2 separate regions of the Rattus norvegicus genome follow, and region 1 is linked to region 2. Evidence: chromatin contacts called from public Hi-C data. All regions are on one chromosome and are shown on one strand. Each heading gives the region's core, a stretch centred on a gene start, on an enhancer-like site or on the middle of the called end of the contact. The rest is flanking DNA. Distances are from core to core; before and after follow the strand shown. Region 1 holds the start of Eya1 (EYA transcriptional coactivator and phosphatase 1). Region 2 has its middle 160 kb from the start of Eya1.

Region 1 (4,532 bases), core at 450-2,949, 160 kb after region 2:
CATGGTCTGCACATTCTGGATTCTCCAATATAATCTTTTATGGATTGGATGAATAGCATTTTAGCAAAACATGCCTAAAATAATTTAACCCATGGGAAGCATGAATGCAGTAGCCGAATGTAAAGTTTAATCCAGAGGTTAAATTTTATGTCTTGGGGAACTTAGTACCAAATCTAAGTGCAAAAGAAGTTACTGTCTGGGTGCTGCAATAAAAATAGAACTAATGTAGCATAGACTTTACCTGGCTACAATAGTAACAGGCTGTCTTTTTCTGCACAGGGACTTTGGTATGTTGACTAACTGACACTTCTGGTCTGAGAGAGTGCTGTAGGTGGTAACTTAACTCTATTTCTGCTGCATAGATGATCCAATAGCAATCAACCGTTTTCTGACCTGGCTTCCCAAATATGATAGAATCACGGCCCATAATTCCTTGCTGGTACTACACAAGATGAATTCTAGGTGAGTCTGCAGTTTAAGCAGTCTCTTAGGTTTGACAAAGCGTTCCTTTACAAGGAATTTAGACTGGCATCCTCTGGAGGGGAGAAGAGAGAAGGCCTGTATGGAATTTTGGTCCTTAGAACCATTTAGTTGGGTTTCGTTTGTATCATCTGCCTGGTTCTTTCATTTCCTAGTTAGCAGAGCCAAGGTAAGACACACCTATCTCCTTTATTAGCTGATGGGAGTTACTGTGATTTTTAAAAAAAGGCTCATACCAAGGTGAGAAATTAAAAGAAGGGAGACATTTTTTTAAATAAAAAGAGCACATAGAATAGAAATATTGGCAATGACAAAAATTTCTTTTTAAAATGAGTATACAGACTTTATTTCAGAGAGAGTGTTAGTTTGCGTCTGCATTTAAAATGTGGTACAGGACGGACAAGATATTAGTCCATACAAGGAGATGCATTCTTTCAAGATTCCGAATCATCACAGTGGCTAAGCCCCTGACTTGGATCACCGCCTAACTCACAGATTCTGAATTGATTAAGGATATGAGTTTTTCAAAGGATAAGTCGCAAAGCAAGTCCCAGACTAAACGAATCTCTTCTCGAGACCCATTTAAAAATGTTAATGGTGAAATATTATCTGGGTCCTAGCCAAAGAACTGAAGCCTTTGGCCTTCTAGCAACCCTTGCAGAATCCTCAGCCAGGCTTTCATTGTTAAGCTGCTAATAGCTAACACGTTTGCCCATTTTCCTTCAACTTCATAGAAACGGCTTTTTTTATCTTCTCCAGACCTGTAAATAGGTAGGTACTTTAGGAAAATTTGTGGAAAGTATCCGTTCTCCTAACTTTCAGGTCCTCGGGAAAAAAAAAAAGTATTGAAAAAGTGTAAAAGATAACGTGCAACTACTCCCCAAAGATCTTAATTGGGAGCTACTGGCGCGGGAGGATGTGTGTGTGTTGACAGAGGTTCCCACAAGTTCTTCCCCCACAGCTGTTTATTCAGATATCATGGGGCGCGTCATTTACATAATAAATTTTTTTTTAAAGCAGCGAGGTTGAGTCAGACCATGCTCTGCTCCTCTCAATTGTTGCATTTAAACCAATAAGGTTAGGACAAGAGACTAGCTGTGGTTTGCGTTGCAAAAACAAAACAAAACAAAAAGCCCCGAGGCTTCGTGGGCAGACCTACAAGGCTGCGCAAACAAATCGGGGGGGATGAGATTGTGCCCTTTCTTTGTCTAGGCGTCTCAGATGCTATCTGCCGCTGCCGTTCGCCGGGGCGCAAAGCCGTTCCCAAACAGACCGCGGCGAGCTGATGGCTCCGAGCTTGCGGCGAGGTAGCGAGTGTGCAGGGCCACTTCCGACTGGAAGCCTTCCTGTGGCGGTGCGCGGTGGCGGGGTCCTTCCTGGGGAAGGCGATCGCGCTCAGTCGCTCCGCAGCCCGAGACTGCAGCAGCGCCCGGGCGCTGTCCCCGGGAGCCGGGCAATCCCCGGCCTCCGCGCTCCGCTGCCAGACGCGCCACAGCGCCTCTGAGAGCTCCCGGGTCTCCGCGTTCCTGCCCAGCAGCCAAACTATGTCAGGAATGGAGGTCTGCTAACACAGAAAACTCCAAGGAGCACACTAAACCGGTGGGAGCAGCAGATGTGAGCTCTGTAAGTACAAGCTGGTGTTTGAAAAACTGTAATGACCAAGAACAACTGTCGGGTGGACAAAGTCCGAGATAGCCGGAGCGCTTTATTAGTGCTTTGGTGTGTTTTCAAAGAAAAAAAGCACTGCGGCTTGGGGAAAACGATAACACTTTGTTCCTAGGACTTTAGTAGCCACGGGGTTCCGTGGTAAAAGTGTAATCTTTACCCTCCAAATGATCGGAGCCATTAGGATCATTAAAGGATCATTGCAAATTAACTACTTTTGTTATGATCTTGATAAATAAGTAGAACACTGGGTAATATTCTCGGACCGGGGCGGGGGATGGTTATTTCATGTCTTTTCGAAATTGCTGCACTAGCTCCGGAATACTATTGAGTGGTATTGAGCAGGGTTCTATCCGTACATGGATGTATAGGTACGAAAGGTATACTTAGTGGTGTGTATTACACAGATGACTTTTTCTACGGCTAGGGTGATAAATGAGAAAAGGTTTCCGACAGGAAACAAAGCAGATGAACAACGAACTAAACACCGTGTTTCAAGAAGGATGCCTTTTTGTTCCAAAGCAAATTTACCAAAAGCTATATTAAGCGGGCTCATCTTCAGTATGCGATACAATAAGTCTTTCGCCCCTTAGTGCATTTCTCTCTGGCCTTTTATGGGATTTGAGTGCACATGGGAGCTAAACTCCACAGTTTGAAACTTTTGAATATTCGTGTAAAGCACTGACCTTCAAAATCAGTATTTGAATCGCTAGCAACCCATAGGCTTACACTTCTTGGGAGGAGTTTTGAAGACATTTAAGCATAACATTTGTAAGAATTCAATAAATTCTGAACTGTCACTGAGTTTAGACGAGCATTTTTAAGTTTCATTTCATAAGATGGCCAGGGTTATAGAAACTTGTTAGGTGGGAATCATGGAGTGTAGCTGTATAGGTTTGAAGTTAGCTTTCTAATGTCTTTCAGAGAAGGCTTTATTTTATGCTTGTGAGAGTCTTTCCCCTTTCTGTTTAGAGTTTAGGGACATGCACACAGGAATAGTCATGCCTTCATGTGATCAAACATTCGATATTTGACTTTCTCGATGCTTGAGTTCTCCTAAGGCCCAAAGTGTTTAGTAAGTAAGCAAGCAGCCGTGGATTTTCAGCCTTTGAAAACTCTTTGTGGTGACAGACATAGAAGTCTAATTGAGCCACCGTTCAGTTCAGCATTTAAGTGCCAAATGAAGTCAGCTGCTCTCTGAGTTTCACAGGCATGATAAATGATTTTTGAGAAAGAAAATTTCCACTGGAGTGTGAAAACGTATTTCCTAAGGATACAATGGGAAGAAAAGAGGTCCTTGCAGCGGGAACAAAAATCTCTTTTATCAGATAACCAAAACTATTTCAGTCAACATTGTCAATAAATGTTGATTTTGAAAACAGTCCTTTCCTTTTTAAAGCTGAAGACAAGAATGGCGTATTCTAAACACTTGTTTATTTTTGGTTTCAGAAGGCTTATGTTTTCTTGGTTTCTTTAAAGGAGATAATGTAAGAAACGATATAGAACATTACATTAAGATATTATCACTAGCATTTGAGCATTCAGTTTATGGAAGCTTTGATGAGAAAATGCAATGTTAACATGTGACAAACATTTACCTCTCCTTAGAAGTTCTTCCCCACTTTAGGGTGAGGCTGTATTTTTAAGGCTTGAGGTTTATATTACAACACAGAGACCTGGAAATTCGGACAGAGGAGAAATGTGGCAAGACTGGAATCTGCAGAAGAAGTAGCCTTGTGGGGAAGGCATTCTTTGCCCCTATAAAATACATTGATTCGAAAATGACCCTCGTCTTTCCAGTTAGGGAGCACACAGGTTGATCTGTGTCGAACAGAAAAACCAGCTTGTCTGCCAGCTCTACTTAGATGTATGGTCACTACTTTCACGTTGAAAATTTATTTTCGGTTTGAAAAAAGTATTAAATTATAGCAATTTTATAAAAATTGCTTCTAGCAAGCAAAAAAAGTCCACAGAAAGCCCCTAATTTTAGCTCCGTCCCCCTGTTTTATTTGTTCTGTGCTGCTGAGCGTTAGAAGCCCTTTCCATTTGCAGTTTACTTCTCACAGGACATTATTAACTTTTGGCTTCATACATGATCTTCTGTCAGATGCTTTTGATTGGTGATTTAGCAAAGTATAATAAACAGGGCAAAAGTCATGAATTTTGCTCTGTATCCTGAGCTCTGTGGTAGGGAAAGTGTGATAAAATGTGTACCTTAAGTCTTGTTTGATGATCTCTCAAAGCACGTTTGCCTTCTGGAAATAATTTCTGGGGTTGAAGAGCATGGTATTAGCAGATTTAATGTGGCTATTCAATGGATTGACGAAGTACAATGTGAGGTTTAACAAAATGAGGGAGACAAATTGAACATCAACAAAAGTTACATC
Region 2 (4,411 bases), core at 776-3,275:
CCTCACTCCTCTCTCTCTCTCTCTCTCTCTCTCTCTCTCTCTCTCTCTCTCTCTCTCTCATCTGCAGTTTGAGGAGGACATCTTCTCCTGGAAATGGTTTTAAATGTCTTTCTGTAGTATGTAGCAGAGGACCACAGCCCTCACAGCAGCCGAGAAGACAGGTTTTCAGTGATGGTAAAGAGGCAGCTACACCTTGACCTGCTCGGTTGCTTCACTGTTGTACAGAGAAAGCCTGAAATGGCCCCCAGGACCATTCTGTTTTGTCCAGGGTAGTTTGGACTCTTCCAGAAATTGTGTTCCCCCAGTTCCCCAAAGAGAAGGCTCTAGAAATTCTGTGGCCTTACTGGGAAAAAGAATTGATTTGTCCTCTGACCGGGACACTGGGGGTGGAGGGTATCATCTCGAAGCTACAGGGACCTGCATGCATACATTATGCCAAGACTAAGGCTATCAAGGTGGGTAGGCTGGAGGGGAGATATGGAGATGGGAATAGGGGAAGCTTCCTGCTGTGTGCCTTTAATGGCTTCACTCCTGGCAAGAAGTACAGGCTTAAGGTAGGGCAGTCTAATAATAATAATAATAATAATAATAATAATAATAATAACAACAACAACAACAGCAGTGACAGTAAAAACTAAAACAACAACAACAAAGGAGCATTGAGGACTTCATTCACTATAATTCTCTGCCCTTTTTAATAATAAAGAAACGATATGGGTCACAGTAGAGTTAAACCGCAGGATGAAGACCTAAGGAAAGAGAAAGGTTTTAACATCATTGGAATCAGACACTAAAATGTCCTCAGGCTTGCAACTACTGCATTGTATGTAGACTTGGTGCTTGCCTGGTTGAACAAAACAAAACAAAACAAAACAAAAACGAAAAACAAAACAAAACAGAAAAACAACCAAAACCAAAAACCACCCCAACTAGTCGTTTTGCTTCTGGTTGCATTAAAGGGGGTGCTCTAGGAGTCAGACTTGGGTGAGATCCTGAGTGTGGTACCGCCTGACTGGCTGTTCTTGCTTTAAACAATTTCCCGGTGGCTCTCCCTATGCCAGAAATTATTCTAGTTGGCCAGATGATCCTGAAGCTTACATAAAGTCTAGTTGTTAATCAGAACTGCAGGGCTGGTATCTTGGTTCCCTTCCTACTGTAGGATTTGTCATTCGTGGTGGCTGTGCCCTCTGCCTCTAGGAGCACCCAATGTTCAGCTTAGGGTCGGACAGGCCCTTTGGTCACTTCTGGGCAGGTCAGATGCTATTACTCTTCCCACCAAGAAGGCAAAACAAAATTGTGCGAGCTTATCTTAACCCCATGCCAACGACCAGACGCTACTGCAGGTTGAAAGAAAGAGCTCCTCGTCATCCTACTGTCTGAGCAGCCTAGGTTTCAAACCAAGTCTTTGCACCTAGCCAGGGAGCCAGGTATGCGGGCACCCTGAGTAAGGGACACTCCAGAGACTCCAGAGACTCAAGTACTCCCTCTTTCCAGCGCTGAGAGAGAGGACTCTAGTCAGCTGCGGCGGGACAACCCCAGAGCCCACTCCTCTGCCCACAACGCCAGGAGCTGCTGATTGAACTTCCTGCCTAACTCCCATCCAAATCTTTGGGACCCTTAACTACTGTTTCCTTCTAGGTCTCTAGCCACGGCTGCCGGAGGGGGTGAGTGGATCAAAGAGTGGACCTCTGGGCGACAGTGCCCCAGGAGGTCATGGAGAGCCTTGACGCACTGCAGCGCTCTCCTGGAAGCCTCCCGACACCTTCACACCACGGGCCTTTCTCGGGAGTTCGTGCTTCTGCCCGCCGCAGGTGACCCGCAGAGTCCGATGTCCCCCCGACCTCTTCAGGCTTCCCTTCTTCCTGAGGCCTGGGGATCCTCCCGGATAGCGCCTATCTGTATCTCCCGATTCCCGTTCCTTCCCCTAGCTCCCCACCCCACTCCCCGCCCTGCACCCCATCCAGGGTCTGTGAACCCAGGCGGGTGGCTGCGACACCGCGCTGACCTGCAGCAAGCAGCCACTGCGGAGCGTCGGGGTAGAGGCGGGGAAGGGAGGGAGGGGAGGGAGGAGCTGAAGCCGAAGAGAGGTGGGGGGCTGGAGCCAACTGATCTTCGGGCTAAGCAGAAGCAGCTGCTCGTAATAGACGCCGCCGGGAGCAGGCTGGTGTCCCGGTCCCAGAAGCTCGAGGGTACGCAGGGCGAGCGGGAGGGCCACCGAGGCGCTGCGAGCCGCCAGGCAGCTTCTCAGAACGCCGTGCTCACTGCAGACCAGTTCCATCCAGGATGGGCCAGAGTCCTAAGGGCTTCCCGGATCTGCCCTCTTCACTGGACCAGATGAAGTACCCGAATGAATTACCCCTTCTTCCCCCTAAAAGAGTCCCCTCCTTTCCCCCCGCTAGCAACGGAGGAAAAGATGCTATTCAAAGCTCTATAAGGTGGTGGCATCACAGATGCCCTTGAAGATCCCTTCAGCTCTTTTCTTCACAACCCCGCAAAATCCAGAAGCCTTACTGTTTCTTTAGATCTTTAGGTCTAGCTGCAAGGAATTGCTTTACTCTCAAGCATCTCTTAGGTTACCTCTCCCCAAGAACTTCACACAGTCAAAATAAGGAAATGGCTGGTTCCAGGTGCTTGGCATATTAGCAAGTGTTTGTAAATGAACATTTTTTTGGAAACGTTGGGAAAATTCTATCGCGGAGATAAATCCACAACAACCCATAACTGATTTCTATCATTTTATCTCTCCATTTATCTACCTAAATGCAAAACCCGGGATTCTCTCTAGTATGCATAAACCACAAGCATTTGGCACTTGTGCCATGATTTATTCCCATACATCCATGAATTGGCATCTGGCCTTAAAATCTACTAAATTCATGCTTGGGCCCTGGAAAAATGAAACCAAGATATGCCTTTCGCATTTACATTTCATGTGTTATGTTTTGTTTTTCTTAACTGGAAGAAACTTCTGTAAACATTCTCTCTCTCTGTCTCTCTCTCTGTCTCTCTCTCTCTCTTTGTGTGTGTGTGTGTGTGAGAGAGAGAGAGAGAGAGAGAGAGAGAGAGAGAGAATAATGAAATTTTATTGACCCCCAAATATAATCAACCTTGAATTTCTTTGGGTGTTTACCCCGCCTAGAGTTTTTACTGCAGTCTTACCGACATGTTTTGCTTAATTCAAGCCATGCTAGAGAAGAAAAGCAAAACTCTGTTTTTGTTGGGAAATCGTTGTTGACTTTTCTAAGCCCTCAATGTGACAGAAAGGGTGGTAGTTCTCCAGCTTTGCAATGAAGTGTGTTTGATTTGAATTCAAAGAATTCAGCTTTGTTGACAATGTTTGTCTTTTTGACTCACTCACAAAAATATGTCCTTTCGTTTAAAAAAAAGATAAATTAGCCAAAAGACACCGCTTCTAGAAGTAAGCCACTCCCCCGCCAACCTGTTTTTAAAGACGCAAAAGCTACAAAAGGTGTCTTCATTTTCTCTACTTCTTAAGAGATGGGAGTCACTATTAATGAATGAAATTCGAATATCCGGTTTGAGGAAGTCGACACATCTCTTAATCTTGAGTTTAGACAAAGGCGCTGTTCATATCTCTTGGGGGGAACTATCTCCAGCATCGAAAAAGCGTTGCCAACAGCATCTCTCTCTCTGAGAGGTCTCCGAAGTAACCCACAGACATTTCCAGTTGCCGTTGCTGCTAAGTTGAATGCGGCCGTGCTGTTGAAACCACTGTCGTCTAGTTTCCACTTTTATCGGACAAGCGGGGCTGGAAAGAGCTAAAACAATTTATACTGGAGAAGAAAAATAAGGAAGGCTCAGGCTATTCTGGTTCCTACTTTCACTTTTCTCCCCGCCTCCCCCTCCCCCTCCCATCCAATTTACAGAACCACGTGTGGGGTTCTACATCTCCTTCCTCAGTTCTCCAGTTTCTTATACAGTTTGGGTTTGAGGGGTTTTTTGGGTTTTTTTGTTTGTTTGTTTGCTTTTTTCTTTTCTTTTTTCCTTTTTCCTATTTTTTCCCTCTCTCTCTTAATGGTAAGAAAATTAATGCAGAGTGAGAAACGGGTCTGAATTCGGATCGCAGAGCCAACAGAAAGAGTACAGGACCTACAGAGCTAATCAGACTTGCTGGACTAGCTGATCCCCTGGGATGAGCTGCTGACTACCTGAGAGAATCCTAGCCTCCTAGCTCGGAGGGAACAGAGAAGCATTGAGCAAGAAGCTAGGTTTTCACAGAGTGGACGCGAAATCAACAAAGGAAAACCCTCCTGTCTGAGGTGAATTTCACTTAACTTCTGCATCAGGCTCCTCTTTGGTCCAGGACTAGTCCTTAGTAGCTACAGAACAGCATGAGACCCCTGCTTATCCCCTCCCCCACTCCTCCTCCTCCTCTTCCTCCTCTTCTTCT

What was found. Hi-C and Micro-C count contacts between places; a contact is called where the count stands out from the background.
Region 1: a Hi-C map of psoas muscle shows a contact between it and region 2, with 2.6 times the contacts expected there. The contact joins the promoter of Eya1 here to the enhancer-like site in region 2. A contact is called at or near these places in 3 of 12 Hi-C or Micro-C datasets (the Rat2 cell line, frontal cortex and psoas muscle).

What each region holds. Positions count from the first base shown.
Region 1 is chr5:9,736,816-9,741,347 of GRCr8, forward strand. Eya1 (EYA transcriptional coactivator and phosphatase 1) reads left to right here and starts at 1,700. Exons shown (of 18, transcript NM_001427021.1): 1 at 1,700-2,103.
Region 2 is chr5:9,572,881-9,577,291 of GRCr8, forward strand. No RefSeq gene overlaps it. Among named protein-coding and RNA genes, the nearest start is that of Eya1, 160 kb to the right of the region's middle. Within about 2 kb of position 2,026, at least 4 of the 93 cell types and tissues checked have an H3K27ac peak or open chromatin away from gene starts, as enhancers often do.